Regions from separate parts of the Zea mays genome. Here region 1 is linked to region 2. A link is a contact called in public Hi-C data. All regions are on one chromosome and are shown on one strand. The core of a region is the stretch at or near the end of the contact, and the rest is flanking DNA. Distances in the headings are between cores, read along the strand shown. Region 1 holds the start of LOC109940179 (probable histidine kinase 1). Region 2 holds the start of LOC103629684 (RNA-directed DNA polymerase (reverse transcriptase)).

Region 1 (5,145 bases), core at 2,493-4,992, 550 kb before region 2:
ATGCACCGGTAAGACCGTCTACTCTAAATTCTATTTTTTAAAAAATTATTCTCTATCATTTACAATACACTCTAAAAAGATTTCGTTTTCTATATCTTCTCCATCTCCAGCAACGTCCCCTAAATTTGACCATCTATGTCTACAATATTACTAGATTTTATAATCTACATTATTTTTTTACCTAAACAGCAACGTACGGATAAAATATTATTACAATAGTGCTTGATTATACGTATAGATGATGTGTTTCGTTCGGTACTTTATATTTAGAGGATACTTGGCTGCCGGCAAAATTTAGAGACACCTTTAACAGATGTTGCTGGGCGGGTGCAGAATGACATGGTCTCTTAGGGAGTATTTGGTTTAAGGAATCACTCCATCTAAAATGTGGTGGTGTATCATGGATCTATTTCTCAAATTTGGTATAATTACCTCATTCCTCATATTAGTACTAACTAATTAACTATGAGGAATGATGTGATGATGGATCAACTCATTCCATTCCACAAACCAAACAAAAAAGTGAGGAGTGAGAAGATGATGGACTAGCTCATTCCTCAAACCAAACAACCTATTAATGGAGTGTTTGGTTTGAGGAATGATGTAGTCCATCATCTTCTCTCTCCTTACTTTTTTGTTTGGTTTGTGGAATGGAGTGAGTTAATCCACCACCGCATTATTCCTCATAGTTAGTTGTTTAGTACTAATATGTGGATTGGAGTCATTCCACCAAATTTAAGGAATAGACCAATGATGCACTTTATTTTGGATAAAGTGATTTATCAAACCAAACACCTCATAAATATAGCGGATATGAGCACATACTTTGCATTGCTGGAGACTTGGAGAGAGTCTTATTGTTCACTCGATCCATTGCATTTTGTAGTATTATATGTAGGTGTATTATTTTGATGCAGCCTAAAAAAAGTCAAACCGCGCCTGGTTCATAACTCCTGTCCTAGAACATACTATCATCAGCTATGAACTTACCATGTTTTATTTTTTAAAAAAATTGATTCCATTCTAACTTCTAAGGATGGTGCACTAGAAGCTTGTCCGCTGGATCCATTGAATTTGCGGCATTGTTTTTGATGCCGCCTAAAAAAAGTCAAACTGCCGTGTTTCATAACTCCTACTTCTCCCCTATGAACAAGGTTGACAATAATGAACTCTAAATTTTAGACTATAAGATTTAATGATCGGATCGGATTAGGTTCAATTCTATTTCCATTCATTTTTAAACTAAATTTTATTTAGAACTCTAACATTTTATGAAGAACGTTAGTAGAAACGACAGAAAAAACGAAGTAGATCAATCAACAAATCAAAGAGCACGATATAGATTTACGTGGAAAAACCTACAATAATATAAAGAAAAAACCACGAACATCAGCCATGCGAAACCTTCACTATACATGGAGTGTTTACAGAACACCGTCCATAGACGGCAGCTTTACAAGAGAAGTAAATAATGATGACGCGCTGCAAACCTAACTAGGGTCACTAATATATACCGCGGTGGCTTCACCCCCACCCCCGGTCCAAGGCTCTCGACGATGGGCCTCCGCTCCGCTCGTCAACACGGCCTTCATATGCAGAATTTGGATCACAAATTCAACAAAGAAGCATTTGAATCGTGACTCATTACCACATCTAGCTATGAATTCATATATGATTTTTAAAATATGATCCCATTCCGAGGAGCGTTTAATATAAAAAAAGTTTCGCTGCAAGAAAATTATTAATGTTCGAAAAAAGGGGTATAAGGACGACTTGCTAGTTGCTACTGATTAGGATGAGAAAAACCAACCTCACGACAGTAAAGGATGAGAAAAAAAAAAAGGCTCGTCCCGTCGTCCGCTTGTGTTTTACTTGTCGTTTTGAACATGTGGACATATGTCACTAGCTAGTAGCTAGCGCGCATTTAACAAATTTGTCTAACGATAGTAGTGGGCTAGTTAGGTTTTATGGCCCTTATAATAAAAGATCACATGATTTCCACATCTTCAGCATCAGACAAACCATGGTAGACCAAGTATAGTGCAGTATTTGTACGAACCATTTGAGCGTTGTCAGGACCGCGCGGGGCTCTATGTTAGTAGCGACATATATATTTTTCGGAAACAAAATGATAGGAATAGTTATTTACAAGGTAGGACAATAGTACCTCAAAATTGTTTTCATAAACTGATCTGAGAGAAAGTGGATGTAGAACTAAACAATGGCCCTGTTTGGATCCAAGGGGTAGAGCTAGTTTGGGCTAGTTTGCGCCAAACTAGCCCAAAAGTAGCCAAACAGGAGGGCTAGAGCCAGTTTTTTGCAACTAGCCCATCCCAAAAAACTCTCCCCACCAAGGGGTGATTATTGGGGCTAGTTTGTTGGAAGGCCCACCAAAATCCTTTTTTTCTCTCTTATCCTTCCGCACGGGATCCGCACGTTCCTGGGTCCATTTCTTTTCTTCGATACGCAGGGAAGGACCGGCGCCGCCGTCCTCGAACCGAAGAAACGCCGCCGTCCTCGAGCAGGTCAGCCGTCGCCTCCCTCCGTTCCCTCAGCCTCCTCCTCCCTCTTTTCTTGATCCATGGAAAGGTAGTGGAGGGGCACGACTGGCCACATTGGAAAGAACAGGAAAACAACGGATTTGTTTTGGCTAATTTCTTATTGAATGTATTTTCGACTATTATAATTTACTAATTTATCTACTGTGATTGGCTCATTTTGTTACTGCATATGCAGCCTCACCGTTGCCATGGACGGCGATGCCTTCGACCTCAACTCGCAGGCGCCGGAGACTGATGGTTTCCCGGGGCTTCAGCTGTACGGCAACATCCTGTTCGACTCTGATGGTCTGTTCGATGGCCGTGCCAGCGGCTCTGTGCTTCCTCCGTATCGCCCACCGCGTGCCACACAAGAGTTTATTTGTGTTATTTGTGTGTGGGAGAAGCCACACAAGAGTTTGCCACACTAAATCCGGATAAGGAAAGGTTTAAATGAGACAAATGATTATAAAATAGCATTTATTGTAAACTAGCTCTTCGATCCAAACACGTAGAGGGCTAGAGCTAGTTTGAGATAGAGTTAGAGCTAGAAACTAGCTCTAGCTCTAGCCAGGCTTGAAGGATCCAAACAGGGCCAATACCTAGACACTAGACACTATTAGTATTTATTACTCTCTTTGTCTTTGTCTGTCTCATAGAAACGTCGTTCGTAGGGTCTACTTGGTTTCCTTGTCTAAGACACAACAATTTTTGTGTTTAGGGCTAGTTTGGAACTACATTTTTCCAATGGATTCATATTTTCCCAAGGAAAAATGAACTAATTTTACTTGGGAAAATAAAAATCCCGTGAGAAAACGGTGTTCCCAAACTAGCTTTTAATATTAGTTTTTCAATTCGAACGACTAAGCTTAGATTAGTTGTGTCGTCTTAGACAGAAAACCAAACAAGCGGAGCCTTTAATTCTCGAGAGTCGAGAAGTTAGATAAGTTTTAAAATTTAGCCAAATTTATATAACAAATATTAATATTTACGACGTGCAAATAGTATCATTACATGAATTATTGAAATATTTTACAGTAAATATATTGATGGATATAAATATCTATAATATTTGTATGTTATTTTGAGAAAGCAGGTGAACTATATGATCCAGACATCAAATCCACAGCAGGGCGTCCAAAATCGGATTGGTCCACAGGCCCAAAAGCATGGTATATTCACTCCGGCAGCTGACTGACTCGGCGAGCTCGTTGCCCCCGCTCTGTCTCGCAGGACGCAGGCACGCAGACGCAGCCGTCAATTTAAAGCTGCCCGTTCGCCCGGTTCAACCGCCGCGTTTTTTAACCCCCTCCCCGTCGCTTTCCTCTGCGCCCACCACTACCACCAGTTCACCACCACCGCACCGGGGACGGCGGCCAGATCGGCCGGCGAGAAAACGGAGAAAAGAAAACCAGCCACAAGAGCGCAGGGCTAAACAACTCGCGCGGAGGGCGTCGCCAGTTGCGCAATTCTTTTTCGCTGCGCACATGGCCCCTCCGCCCCTGCGGGCGCGATTCCTTGCACCACCAGCTGCCTCCGCCACCCGCACCCCACTGCGCGCGCATTTTTTATACTATTCTCGTCACATGGCCGCTGCGCCCCCCGCCCCGCTCGCGGCCATTAGATCCTCCTCTGCAAACTCCACCCTCTTCCTCCAAACCTCGCCTCAGCTTCCGGTCGCATTGACCCCCCCCCCCCCCCCCCCCCCCCCCCCCGCACCTGCCTCCTGCGCCTCTGCTTGCGTGCGGCGCCGCTCCTTCCGTCGAGGCCGTGACGAGTCGCCGGGGACGGCGTCTCTCCGAGCCGCGCCTTGTACTTCCAGGTGGGCGATCATTGCTTCCGTGTCGCGAGTTTTAGTGATCGGGAGTGCCGGCCGGCCAGGCATTTTGTCGGATGGGTGGCGGGCGTAGTGCTATACTGCTATTCAGTCAGGCTGTTCCGTTTTTGGCTGTTTTTATTGCTCTTTCGTGCGTGCCAACTTTGCTCGGGCGTATCGCGGTGAGAGATTTGATCTCGAGCTCTCCAGGAACACTTGAGTTTTTTCCCCCAGCATTTCGTCGAATGGGTAGCGCGCCTGGCGCAACAGAGCAGGGACCCTACTGGGATCAGGTCTCCGACATATGCTTTCCACTTGCGCGTCCCGTTGCTTTCTTGATTTCCGTTAAGCTTGCGCCCTTCTTTGGTGGCCAAGTGTTGGACTTTGTGAGCTGTATGCCACGTACTTGATCCGTAACGAGTCCGGTGTGATCCCTTGGAGGGTTCAGTTTAGTTGGTTAAGTTAGTTTTCTCAGGTTTGCATCTCTGTGTTAGCGACCCATCATTCAGTTTTGTGCAGTTATTCAGTTGCGTTTGATTCTGTCCACAGGTGGAGCACCCAGAATCTTAGATTCGGTTGTGCACTTTTTTTGTTACTGACTATTCACTTGATCCAAAGATGATCTCGAGTATGCCTTGAAATGGAACTTTCCATCTTTATGGTTTGGAATTCCATTAAAAGCTGAGCTTTGTGTCAGCTTTTGCTACCGCACGGTTCCTGTGTTTTTCCTTTAAAAAATGATCTGATTTCTGTAAAATTTTATATAATTCCTGTGAAATTCCCGCGTTCCAA
Region 2 (5,356 bases), core at 871-3,370:
CTGATGCTAGCAGTCGGTGCCAATATCGGCAATGCTCACGTGATTCGAAGTATTCGGCCACTGTCTCCTCTGCCCAGTCCCTGAACACTTGCTGCACCTCTTTCTCGATCCGGAAATCAAATTCAAACTCCTCGCCCCTCCTCATCCTCTTGGACAAGTGGTTCAGTATCTTCAAGCCAAGCTTCTTCCGCCTCGTCTCCCGTGCATTTTTCAGCTCCTGCGCCTTTTCCGCCTTCATCTTCAGATACTTCTTCCTTGCTCTCTTTGCTTTCTCTGACATGGGTGGGTGCAACACTGACGGTGGCACAGCTTGGAATTCTATCCCCAGGAACTCAATCTTCTCTGATACAGCGCTGTGGATTGAGCTCCCCAATCTGTCCACCCTCACCTCTAAATCCCTCTCCAAGACTGCAATTATCCTGTTCCTGATCTCAATTGTGAGCATCTTCGACCCGGACGTCACAACCAGAATATCATCTAGATATCGAATCGCATATACTCTCACAGGTGTATGCCGAACGCTGTCATCTTTCATTCTAGGATGTTTTTTGTGCACTTCCTCACGGAGGGCCATTATCTCTCCATCCACACGATTGAAGAATATGTTCACTAGCGTGCTAGTGAGCTCTGATTCCTGTGGCAGCCCGCGTCCGAGCTCGCAACCACCAAGCTCAAATGCGACCGCATCAGAGACGAACAGTTCGTTCAGGAACTCCAGGAACCCGGGATCATCGACCTTACTGGAGATGGCACCGAGCAGACGGCAAACGTGGCGAGGGGCGAAGGGCTGCCGCGGGATGGCGACACGGAAGAACCAGGACGCGCTGGGAATGGACTTGAGGTATCGGACAGCTGTGTGGCGGCCGCGGTAAGCGAAGGTGGCTGCGCGCGGGGCGAACACGGCGTCGAGGACGGAGGCGGCGCAGCGCAAAGCGAGGCGGAGCGGTAGCGTGGGGACGGGAAGCGGCTGGCCCTTGATGCGGGACGGGAGGAGGAGGCGGAGGTGGGATGATGGGGATGAGAACGCGGCGGCAGCGGCGGCAATGGTGATTGGTGGGGGCTGGGGCGGGACGGGGAGGGATGGGTGCGCGCGGTGGCTTAGGTGGAGCGCGCAGGAGAGGAGGACGGAGGGGTGCGAGAGGAGGGGGAGAAGAGAGTGGAAGCGGTGGCTGGAGGCAGAGTAGTGACAGCGGCGGAGGAGTTGCTCGAGGTCCGCGGCCGAGAGCGGCGGCGCAGCGGGTGGAGTGGCAGCGGGAGCGTTGGAGAACGCGCGGGGTGTGGGGATGATGAAGAAGTGGCACACGCGGGTGTGGGCGAGGCGGTGGAGCATGAGCGGCGTGTAGATGGAGAAGGTGGACGTGCTGCTCGCTGCGGCGGCCGGGCGGGAGGAAGGTCCGATCGCTGCGCGGCTGCGTCGACAGGGAAGGGATGAGGGACCGTAGCGCGCGATTTGGGCCGAACAATGAGAACGGGCCGACGCGCGAGCACGCGGCAGCGTGCGCAATTTGGGCTGAGCAGTGAGAACGGCCCGACTATCGTGCATGGGGCAGCCTTGTTTAGGTTAAGTAACCCTAGTTAGGGTTATGTGGACAAATATCTGCTTTATCTCTGAGGGGTTTCACATCTCTATATAAGGAACTTGTACACCACCTCATAATACAAAGAAGAGAAAGAGGCCAATGGCCCAACACTATATCCTGTGTCTCGTGTGTTACTCTGTCGTGCTTCTGGGAAGGGAGACGGGTTCTCTACAGCTTCTTGTGCCTCTACTGCTGACGGGAGGGAAGGGAGCAGATCTGGTGATCTGCGGCAACGTAGTTCTCAACACGTTATCAGCACTGCTCTACCCCGACTCGTGGATCCTATCGGCACCGACTCTCCGTCACGCCGGCAGGTCCCGGCCTTGCCGAACTGTCCTACGCGACAGGCTTCGTTCCCGTTTGTCGAACCAGGAATCACGGTATGAAATTTTGAGTGGATCTGCAATTTACTGTTCATCGCGTATATCGCTTGTGAGCCCGTATGCATGCTGCCTGTCAGATCTGATGGCGGCTCGACCGCCCACTAGCCCAGCGAGTAGATCCAGCGGCGGGCCGCCCTCAAGCCCCAGGCCCCAGCGCACAGATCCTCCATGCGGCGACTAGGACACTCCCTGGTGGAGTAGGGGTGGCTCTGGTGGCTGGGCGGTTAGAGACGGAGAAAAAAATAGGCTTGCATGGCTTTTGGGCGATTAACGTTTCCTTGCATGGCGGTTAGAGTCGTGTCTTGCATGGCGGTTGACTTTCTTAGAAAAAAAGAGGAAAGCTAATTTGTGTCATGCAACGACTTGCTTGTGGGCTTCACCATGGCTGGCCGCATGCGGATATGAATTTGCAGCCGTACGAAGCCTATGCGATGGTGCACATGGAGCCTATGTGCCTGTACTGCTGTACCGTTAGCCTATGAAAGATGGAGATGGCGTGGGCGTTTCCCACGAGCGGGTCCTTCGCGTGGACCATTTCTTTCCTCTCCATTTTGGCTAGATAAGATCGAGGTCGATTTTCCATGGGGCTTCTTCCTGGTCGCGAGGCTGCATGGCCGTAAACAAACGTGCGTGCTTGCACAGCGGTTCAAAGAAATAAAAAGGGCTATGGCAGCTTGTTGGTTGAAAAAAGTAAAATAATAGACTTATAACTCAGGGCCTTACGATTTTCCAAAAAAAAACCTTTTAGATTAATCAAGTTTGGTATAATTTATCTATTCTATTTACTTACTGTTATAAATAACAAATAGAATGAAGCATGTTTTATGTTACAATTTCTACCTTATTTAATTATTTCCTGTAGTAAATAATTAGCAAAAAAATAATATATGCTTCAAAATGAGAAAATACCTTTTTGCACTCGATGTGTTTATGTTCGTGTATTAATTTCGGTATTATTTTCTGTTTTATTTCCTGTAGTAAATAGCAGAAAATTATTTGAAATACATGTGGTTATACTACGCATAAATCAAATTGCTCTAAGTATTTGTGTCGCTTTGAGCTTTCGGACTCACATTGAGCAATTAAATTGTATAATGGGTACTCAGACATGCCGAACAGACTGCGTTGTTAATTGACTGAGTTATGACATTGGCTGCGTCATGTGATTGCTATGCCGTAGTCTCGCTTAATCGGACCGCTCCTGTTGAGTCGGACCGCCATCGTCGAGTCACACATTTTTCGTATGCCCTGCAGGCACTGTCCGTCTGTCATGATCATCAAGCCACAGTTGCACCTGTTGTGCACGTTGTGTGGACTTATTGTGTACCCCGACTACCGAGCCACAATTGCGCTTGTTGCGCTTGTTATAAAGGCTTGTTGTATTGTTGTTGCACTGATGGCCACACATACGTTGACGCCAGAACGCTAGAGTTTGTACTTGCGTGGATTGTGGTGTGTCGTTCAAGCCCCTAAAGTCACATTATGCGCAACCTTCGTAAACAATTTTGTTTTCACTCTATATTTTGTTTGATTGTGTTGTGTGGCATCGTATATTTATATATATCGCCAAGTGGCCATAACAACTATATTAAATCTGGGAAATTAAATCGAAATACAATGAAACACAGATAGGTTAAATCTCTGCTCTCTCCTACTGCATAAAGTTTTACCCGAAGTAACCTGAAGAAATTCAATATTAATGCATGAAAGCCTTTTTTTGGCACAGAAAACATCACAAATTGAAATTTTATTAGTAAGCAATAAGACCTTGTCAGATGAATAAATGCTAGAATCTCAGTCATACATTGCTCAACCAGATGTTGGCACATTGCTATTTGTCGCTGAATGGCATGAAGCGAACTTTGAGATAAATGGCTAGTACTTTAGCAACACGAAGTTGCGAGTACATCGAAAGGTAATTCTGAGATTTTTTTTACAATGTTTGTGTGAAAAACCATTGTGTGTTCCCGTCAAACTACTTTACTCGTCCTATCTAGGACCTCTATGCTTTGCATACATCTCTCAGAATTGTAAATACTTATAGTCGTTGAATTGACTTGGAATAGTCCTTTGACTGGTATGGTATACACTATAAGCTAAATGGTAAAGGTCAGTCCTAAATGGACACATACCTGGGGTTTATGTAGCCGAACTACACTGAATTCCACCCTTTGGCATGCTTACCATTATCTACCACCGATCTACCAGAAGTGAGAAGAGTAGACAAATAACTATGAAATCCCACATCACCACAGAGCTTGAAGCTAAATTAGACATTAACATGTCCTTGGTCCTCGGAGCCAGAAGAGCCATATGTCTTGACCACTAGACTACTAGTGATGATAATTTGTGATGGAAATATGAAGATCTTGTAGAGACCTGTTGTATCCTCTCTACCCCTGATGATTTCTTCGTATGAGAGCAGTACTATATGTCGTTGAAGACGGATCCTAGGCGGATACCAGTCTTGTTTCGTTCATGCCAAGCAGTTATCATCATTTGTTTCATGAAAAGCTAGTTATATGGTGATTTTTCCAGATAAAAATGAATTCTTGGCCTTGTTTGTTCTATTCTAAAGCTTCTCTTTTTGCTGAACAATGAAGAGATCGAAATAATGCTTTATAGAACAAGTTGGTATATAATATGAGGAGAAATGTTTGCTCTGCTGGCAGCATCACAAAAAATTGACTATTGTTATTAGTTCTCTCTCAAAAGTATAATACCTAAAAATATTGCATAAATCAATACCCAATTTCAGAGTTGTATGAGTAATTGGGTAAACCATGGGCAGTGATAAAAACGAGCTGGAGTATACATCTCTGCGTATAAAAATTTTTGCTTGACAGCATTGGCCTAATGTTGTGCACTTTACTACCAATATAAGCACACACATTTTTCCTATGTGCCTCAAAGCACAATACAACCAGTGAATGTCCTTGTGAGCGCTAGACCCTGATGGTCATTTTACTTGTTGATCTGAAGTCAACTAATGGCTCCAAACGACGAATGGTATGCATGAGCCCCTGAAGGACCCTTATGGATAAAATAGTGTTGTGCATGTTAGTCTAAATCTTAATGATTGACTATGCACTTGGTAATAATAACAATAAGTTTGCAGAATTGTAACCACGAAGCAACTTGTTGTTGCGTGTCTCGCTGGATGTTGAGACTAACCCTTCATGTTGAAGGAAAAATATGTAGTATTCATGCCACTACATTAATCTAAGTCCAAAGCTCACTGCATAAAACCTCGATCTGTAATGTGCGTGAGATTTCCCAAATAAATCACCACAATAGCATACATTGGCCACAACTAGATGATTGTGGTTGGGGATTTTATCTATATGCTTTTAGAACATCTCGGCATTAGGGGGAGGAATGCCCATATAATGT

The links. A called contact is a pair of places that touch in the nucleus more often than the background predicts.
Region 1: a contact with region 2 is called in a Hi-C map of tassel, with 2.6 times the contacts expected there. The contact joins the promoter of LOC109940179 here to the promoter of LOC103629684 in region 2. A contact is called at or near these places in 2 of 25 Hi-C or Micro-C datasets (endosperm and tassel).

What each region holds. Positions count from the first base shown.
Region 1 is chr6:105,200,467-105,205,611 of Zm-B73-REFERENCE-NAM-5.0, reverse strand. LOC109940179 (probable histidine kinase 1) reads left to right here and starts at 3,742. Exons shown (of 13, transcript XM_020539365.2): 1 at 3,742-4,359.
Region 2 is chr6:104,649,445-104,654,800 of Zm-B73-REFERENCE-NAM-5.0, reverse strand. It overlaps LOC103629684 (RNA-directed DNA polymerase (reverse transcriptase)), which reads right to left and starts at 2,120. Exons shown (of 3, transcript XM_020539364.1): 1 at 1-2,120. The coding sequence starts at 1,543.